Regions from separate parts of the Mus musculus genome. Here region 1 is linked to region 2. Evidence: chromatin contacts called from public HiChIP or PLAC-seq data. All regions are on one chromosome and are shown on one strand. The core of a region is the stretch at or near the end of the contact, and the rest is flanking DNA. Distances in the headings are between cores, read along the strand shown.

Region 1 (2,700 bases), core at 198-2,697, 230 kb before region 2:
TGCCTCCTACCTGCCCACATGTAGAGCCTGTTATAATTTTACTAATGGGCAGAGCTTGGGTGCTATCCCTTCTCTAGTCATGCATGTGTGGAAGTTTACCTAAACCAGAATGCTAACAACAGGTCTTCAGGACACTTGGGGCCTGGGAGGAACATGGTTGTGAGTCAGAGACCTGATTTCCAATAAACGTAAGGAATATACAGGAGTATGGAATTTGTTTATTCTTGAGCTAGCTTCCTAAGGCCTGTAAGGTGATTTCCCTGAGTAAAGGAGTGGGGGATGGGCTGTAAGTAGCAGAAGGTATTATTCACTTTGGCATCCTGGTAGACTTGCCAAGAGAACCCCCAGAGTGCCAGGCATGGTGGTGCAGGTCTTTAATTCCAGTTGGGAGGCAGAGACAAGCAGATCTCTGTGAGTTGTGGGTGGCCAGGCTGGCCTACATAGTGAGTTCCAGAATGGCCAGTGCAACATATAGTGAGACCCTGTATCAAAAAAAGAAAGAAAGAAAAGAAAAAGAAGAAAGAAAAACATTTTTAAAAAAGAAAAGAGAAAAAAAAAAACCAACTTCCCGTGAGAAGAGAGTTTTGGGCCTTGGTTTCCTGGGACACAGTAAATTTGCATATATCCTTGGTGGACCTGGCAGGTGGCCCTCTGGGGCAATGACCTTCACAAACTGATGGCTGTTTTCATAAAGGGCAGAAGAGTGCTATACCCTCAGCGATTCCCAGAAATTGCACATCTCTCTGGACTGACTTGATTACTACCTGTTTGACACCCTCTTGTCTGTGCAAGACATACCTTATAACTTAAAACCCCCTCTTTCTTCTATTCCAACTCTTTCTTTCTTCTACTCCAACTCTTTCTTTCTCCAACTCTGAGGTTGGGACGAAAGAGGTGGGTTAGGGAGTGAACCCAATAATCCTTCGCTGTTCCTGTACTTGCATCTTGTTGACCTTTATACCGTCGCGCAAGAGTGGTGGTAGGTGCGTTTTTCAAGATCCTGCTCTAATACTCCGGTCAGCTAGGCCAGAGCCTTGCACACACAAGCCCGAATTTCTGTACACATTGGCACAGGCATCCCCCCCCACCCCCCGCGCGCGAGCGCGACATGGGAGGCTTAGGGGCGCTTTGCACTCTCGAGGAGTCTGAAGTCTGGGGGCCTCTCCAGACCCCGAAGCTGATGGTACCTCTCCAAGGGCGGACTCCCCAAATCCCCCCACCCCCCGCCCTTCTCCGGATCCCCTCCTGGACCCCACCCCCTTCTGTTCACCTTCGAGGGTGGGTGGGCTCTCTGGCGTCCTCGCTCGTCCATTGGAGGTGGCCGCCGCGTCGTCTTGGCCCTCGCGGCGCTTCCATTGGCTTGCGCGAGGCCCACGTGATCAGGAGGGCGAGGGGGCGGTGGCGTGGGGGGGGGGTCCGCAGCGAAAACAAAGATGGCGGCCGCGCCGGGGTTGGTGGCCGGGGCGGCTGCGGGCCGACGGGCGGGCCAGGCCCACTGAGGCAGCTGCACGGTGGGCAGGCTGCGGGGTCGCCGCGGCAGTGAGAAGCCGGCAAGGGCGCGCGGCGACCCTAACTTCCAGCCGGCGAGCGCGCCGGCACCCGCCCGCCGGGCCGGCCGGCCGTGATGTCCGGCGCCGAGGAGGCCGGCGGGGGTGGCCCGGCTGCAGGGCCCGCGGGTGCCGTGCCGGCCGGGGTCGGGGTAGGGGCCGGGCCTGGGGCTGCCGCGGGGCCGGCTGCGGCGGCTCTGGGCGAGGCGGCGGGGCCCGGGATCCCGGACGAGGCGGCCCTGGCCGGCGCTCGGCAGCTGCAAGAGGCGGCCGGCGACCCCGACGCGCCGCCCAAGAAGCGGCTGCGGGCGGCCGAGGCAGCCGAGGCGGCGGCGGCGGCAGTGGCAGCGGGCAGTGGAAAGCTGGAGGAGCGTCTCTACTCGGTGCTGTGCTGCACCGTGTGCCTGGACCTGCCCAAGGCTTCCGTGTACCAGGTAGGGCCGCCGGCCCGGCCCGGCGCCGCGTTGCCTGGAGGCCTGTGGCCGGTGGCCGGGAATCCTTCCTATCCAAACATCCACCTTCCAGGTCTACGAAACCCCGCTCCTGTCTCTCGAGGCTCCTTATCCTTTCTTGCTCTGAATCTCATTTTCTGTGTTCGATGGTACCCTTTACTCCCCAGTCTGAATTTCCATTCTCCTCCGTAGATCTCTTCACCTTCTGGTTCCTCCAGGGTGCCTCCTTGATAGATTCCACATTCTTTTCAGCTGACCATGTAGAGATCTGTGAACAGGTACCCACCCTTTTCTACTGCTCATCAATACTGTCCCTCACTTCTAGACCCCTGGGTGAAGAAACTTCTTTCCTGGAGACAGGGCTCCAATTCTGGCAGCCACACCCCCAAAAGTGTCCTTCCATATCTGAACAACTAAGTAAATCTTCTTTTGTGCCCTGGGGAGTCAGTCCTGTGTCCTTCTGAAGACCTGGAAGAAAGGAGGGCCTCTCATCCCTTCTCAGTTCTGATCTGGAGGAAGCAATCCGCAACAAACTTTACTGTCAGGGTACTTTCTCCTGCCCCAGCCTAGCCAGTATTTCTATTCGGGGCCACCTCACCCATACCAAGCTGGCTTCCAAGGTTGCCAGTATCCAGGAACTTTGTCCTGCCTTCCCACTTGAAGACCCAGCATGCCAGTCAGTCTCAGAGTCCTGGTCTGTG
Region 2 (2,700 bases), core at 52-2,551:
AACCTGAAGGCACACAAATACACGCGGACATCCGTGAGGAAGCAAGCAGTGTGCCTCACGTGCAAGCATGCATGTACCTATGTGCTCACAGCACACGTGGCTAGCTCAGAGCGGCAGATGAACACGGCCTCACAGCCCCGGGCACTGGGGACTACCTACCTCCTGCTCTGCCTCCTCTTGATATCTGGCTGTCTCCAGCAGCTCTCGGAGGTGTTTCCTCACCACCTCCTTACTTGAAGCAGCACCCAGCGTGGTTCCAATGCACTTATACAGGAAGTTCTGGAACACAGGGAGAGAACACAGATGAACCTGACTCCTGAGCAGACAGACACTTGCACTGTGGTGGGTACTGCTAATGGATAGCTGTATCCTTTCCTCCTTTTTGGTTTTTTTGATATATGGTTTCTGTATGTGGCCCCAGCTGTCCTGGAACTAGCTGTGTAGACCAGGTTGGACTTGATCTCATAGATCCGCCTACCTCTCAAGTATTTGGGGTTAAACGTGGGCACCACTACACCCGGCCCCTTGGAGAGGAAGCTGTATTTCAAGCAGGACATAGGAAGGGTCCTGCATGAGGAGGTGAGACCCAGGCTGTGTCTGAGGAACAGTGAGCAGGCAGCTGTCCCCCATCCCCCAGCTGTTAACTGCAGCGAGGAGCCTCCTGACCCTGCTTGCTTTTTAAGTGGCTTGGCCAGGGTTGCCAGAGTCAGGAGACAAAGACACAGACAGGCGAGATCAAAGACACAAAGCATGGGAGCTGGGGACTGTGCAGAGATCCCCATCCCCAGCTAGCTTGTCTCAGGCACCTTCTCCTGAGGAGTCCCACTGTAAGAGGGCAGTTGCTTGCACATCTCTTGGCTCAGCTGGCAGATCCAGATGTTGTCAGATACTACGGCCAGGGTGTCTCGCAGGAACTGAGGGGGGAGAGCATTGGTGAGGCCTGAGGCAGGGCCTTGACACGTGATAACCTTATGGTGACTCCTGTTGGTAAGTGGCCTTTGAAGGTGGGTAGCTATGAGGCAGGCTGAAGCACAAGTGGCTCTGAACTCGGCTGGGGACGGGGAAGGAGGGAAAAGCCCTTTCTGTGCCCAGGATGAGCAAAAGTCCCTCCCATTTGGTGCTGAGTGACAGAAGGTACAATATCCTGCCAGGGACATCTGAGACCAGCCACCATCCTTACCCCAAACTCCCCCCACCACTGAGCCCATCCCCTAGTCACACCACCAGATGAAGTTGGATAACAACAAGCCCCTTGGAAGGCACAATACACTGGTCCAACATTTGCTGCCCTGGCCCTCTGTGCCCAGGCCCAGAATGTCCCAAAAAGGCACAGACAGGCCCTTGGCCTTCTGCTCCATCTCTCACCATTAGAAGCTTTTCTTCCCACTCCTTCAGTGACAGGCTTTCCTCGGTGTGCTCTGAAATGACCAATAAGCCCACTGGCTGGGGTCCTGCCAGGCAGGCTCATTCCAACATGCACTAGGTGGGCCCTCCTTGTCTCTGGGAATTCCCAGAAGGAACGCAGAAACCAGTCAGGCCACAGTCACACCCCCTTCCCTTGTGAGCCATCCAGGCCCTTTCTTAGATTACAGCTTGGATCGTTTCTTTCAACCCGAACGGCATACTGGGTGCTAGTGGGGTCAGGGGTGGCTAAGGGGCTCCTGAGCCTCACAGGCCTCACCATCCAGGTACTCCAGCAGCATGGGCATGGTTGTCTCCCACCGCTGGCCCAGGAAAGGGTGGATATTCTGATGCATAACCTTCAGGAGGCGCAGGGAGGCCGCTCCACGCCCATCTCCCAGGTAGGGATTAGAAGACACAACCTGAAGGAGAGGAAGGAAGGGGGTCGCCTAAGCATGGAGCCGCCTGCCATCTCCTGGCCACAGTGCCCAACCTGGGGACCAGCTTCCCAGGGGTGAAGGGAAAACCAGCAAACACGGGGGCAAGGAATGCCAATGAGACGGTGGCAAGGGTCAGGCTTGCCACAGAGCTGACAGGGACTCTGGGGCCGAGAGGCCACTCTTCTATCAGAGTAAGCTCGGTCACGCTGACACCTACGAGAATGTCCCATGAAGGACAGTGTCAGCCCGTGTGCTGAGACACAGTAACAGACCCGTTGCTTACCAGCAGTCGTGTGGTCATAGCGAAGGGAGACGGGAGGTTTGCTGGACAAGAAACATGGAAACAGTTACAAGGCAGGGATAGGATAAAAGATGGGACCATAGGCACAAGCAGGCAGCTGGGGTGGGACAGCATGCGAAAGCAGCTGGGGGTGGGGTGGGGTGGGGTAGGGGGGTGTCAGCAGCAGGGGCAGGGCAAGGGCAAGGCAGAGAGCTGAGAGAGGACGAGGTGTAAGGGCATCATGGCGTCGGTGGGGTCAGCCAGGGGCACGGTGGTTGGGCCTCCACACCATTCGCGTTGTACTGGATGAGGAAATCATCTGCCCCAGCCTCCTGCCTCTTCAGGGCTAAGTGCACAAGGCTCCTGCAGAGCGGGGTGAGGGCCGCAGTGAAGCGCACCGGGGTGAGGAACTCGAGGAGGTAGGGCCAGAGAACCTGAAGGACAGAGGGCCACGGTCTGTGGACTGCAAGCAGGTGGGCACGGCCTCCGGGGCAGTAGAGATGTCAGAACTGGATCTCCACTGCTATACAGGAGCCGGGTAGCTTGAGAGGGGCCGATGCTAAGACAGACAGTGTGTCC

Evidence for each region. HiChIP or PLAC-seq counts read pairs in DNA pulled down with a chosen protein or histone mark.
Region 1: a contact with region 2 is called in an H3K4me3 HiChIP or PLAC-seq map of the SCID.adh cell line, with 11 read pairs. The contact joins the promoter of Cyhr1 here to the enhancer-like site in region 2. A contact is called at or near these places in 3 of 39 promoter capture datasets (liver and maxillary cranial neural crest), 1 of 484 Hi-C or Micro-C datasets (the G1E-ER4 cell line), 7 of 115 datasets of contacts at active chromatin or transcription factors (the 230-238 cell line, the SCID.adh cell line, cardiomyocytes and 4 more) and 3 of 9 other capture datasets (adipose tissue, liver and pancreatic islet).

The regions. Positions count from the first base shown.
Region 1 is chr15:76,655,641-76,658,340 of GRCm38.p6, reverse strand. Cyhr1 (cysteine and histidine rich 1) reads left to right here and starts at 1,447. Exons shown (of 4, transcript NM_001357882.1): 1 at 1,447-1,981. The coding sequence starts at 1,625.
Region 2 is chr15:76,427,367-76,430,066 of GRCm38.p6, reverse strand. Mroh1 (maestro heat-like repeat family member 1) reads right to left here. Exons shown (of 44, transcript NM_175457.4): 16 at 2,411-2,555; 17 at 2,125-2,165; 18 at 1,682-1,823; 19 at 1,366-1,418; 20 at 807-914; 21 at 160-279. Among named protein-coding and RNA genes, the nearest start is that of Mir6954, 4.5 kb to the left of the region's middle. Within about 2 kb of position 1,301, at least 5 of the 459 cell types and tissues checked have an H3K27ac peak or open chromatin away from gene starts, as enhancers often do. A contact at or near this core is called in the SCID.adh cell line, where this site is marked.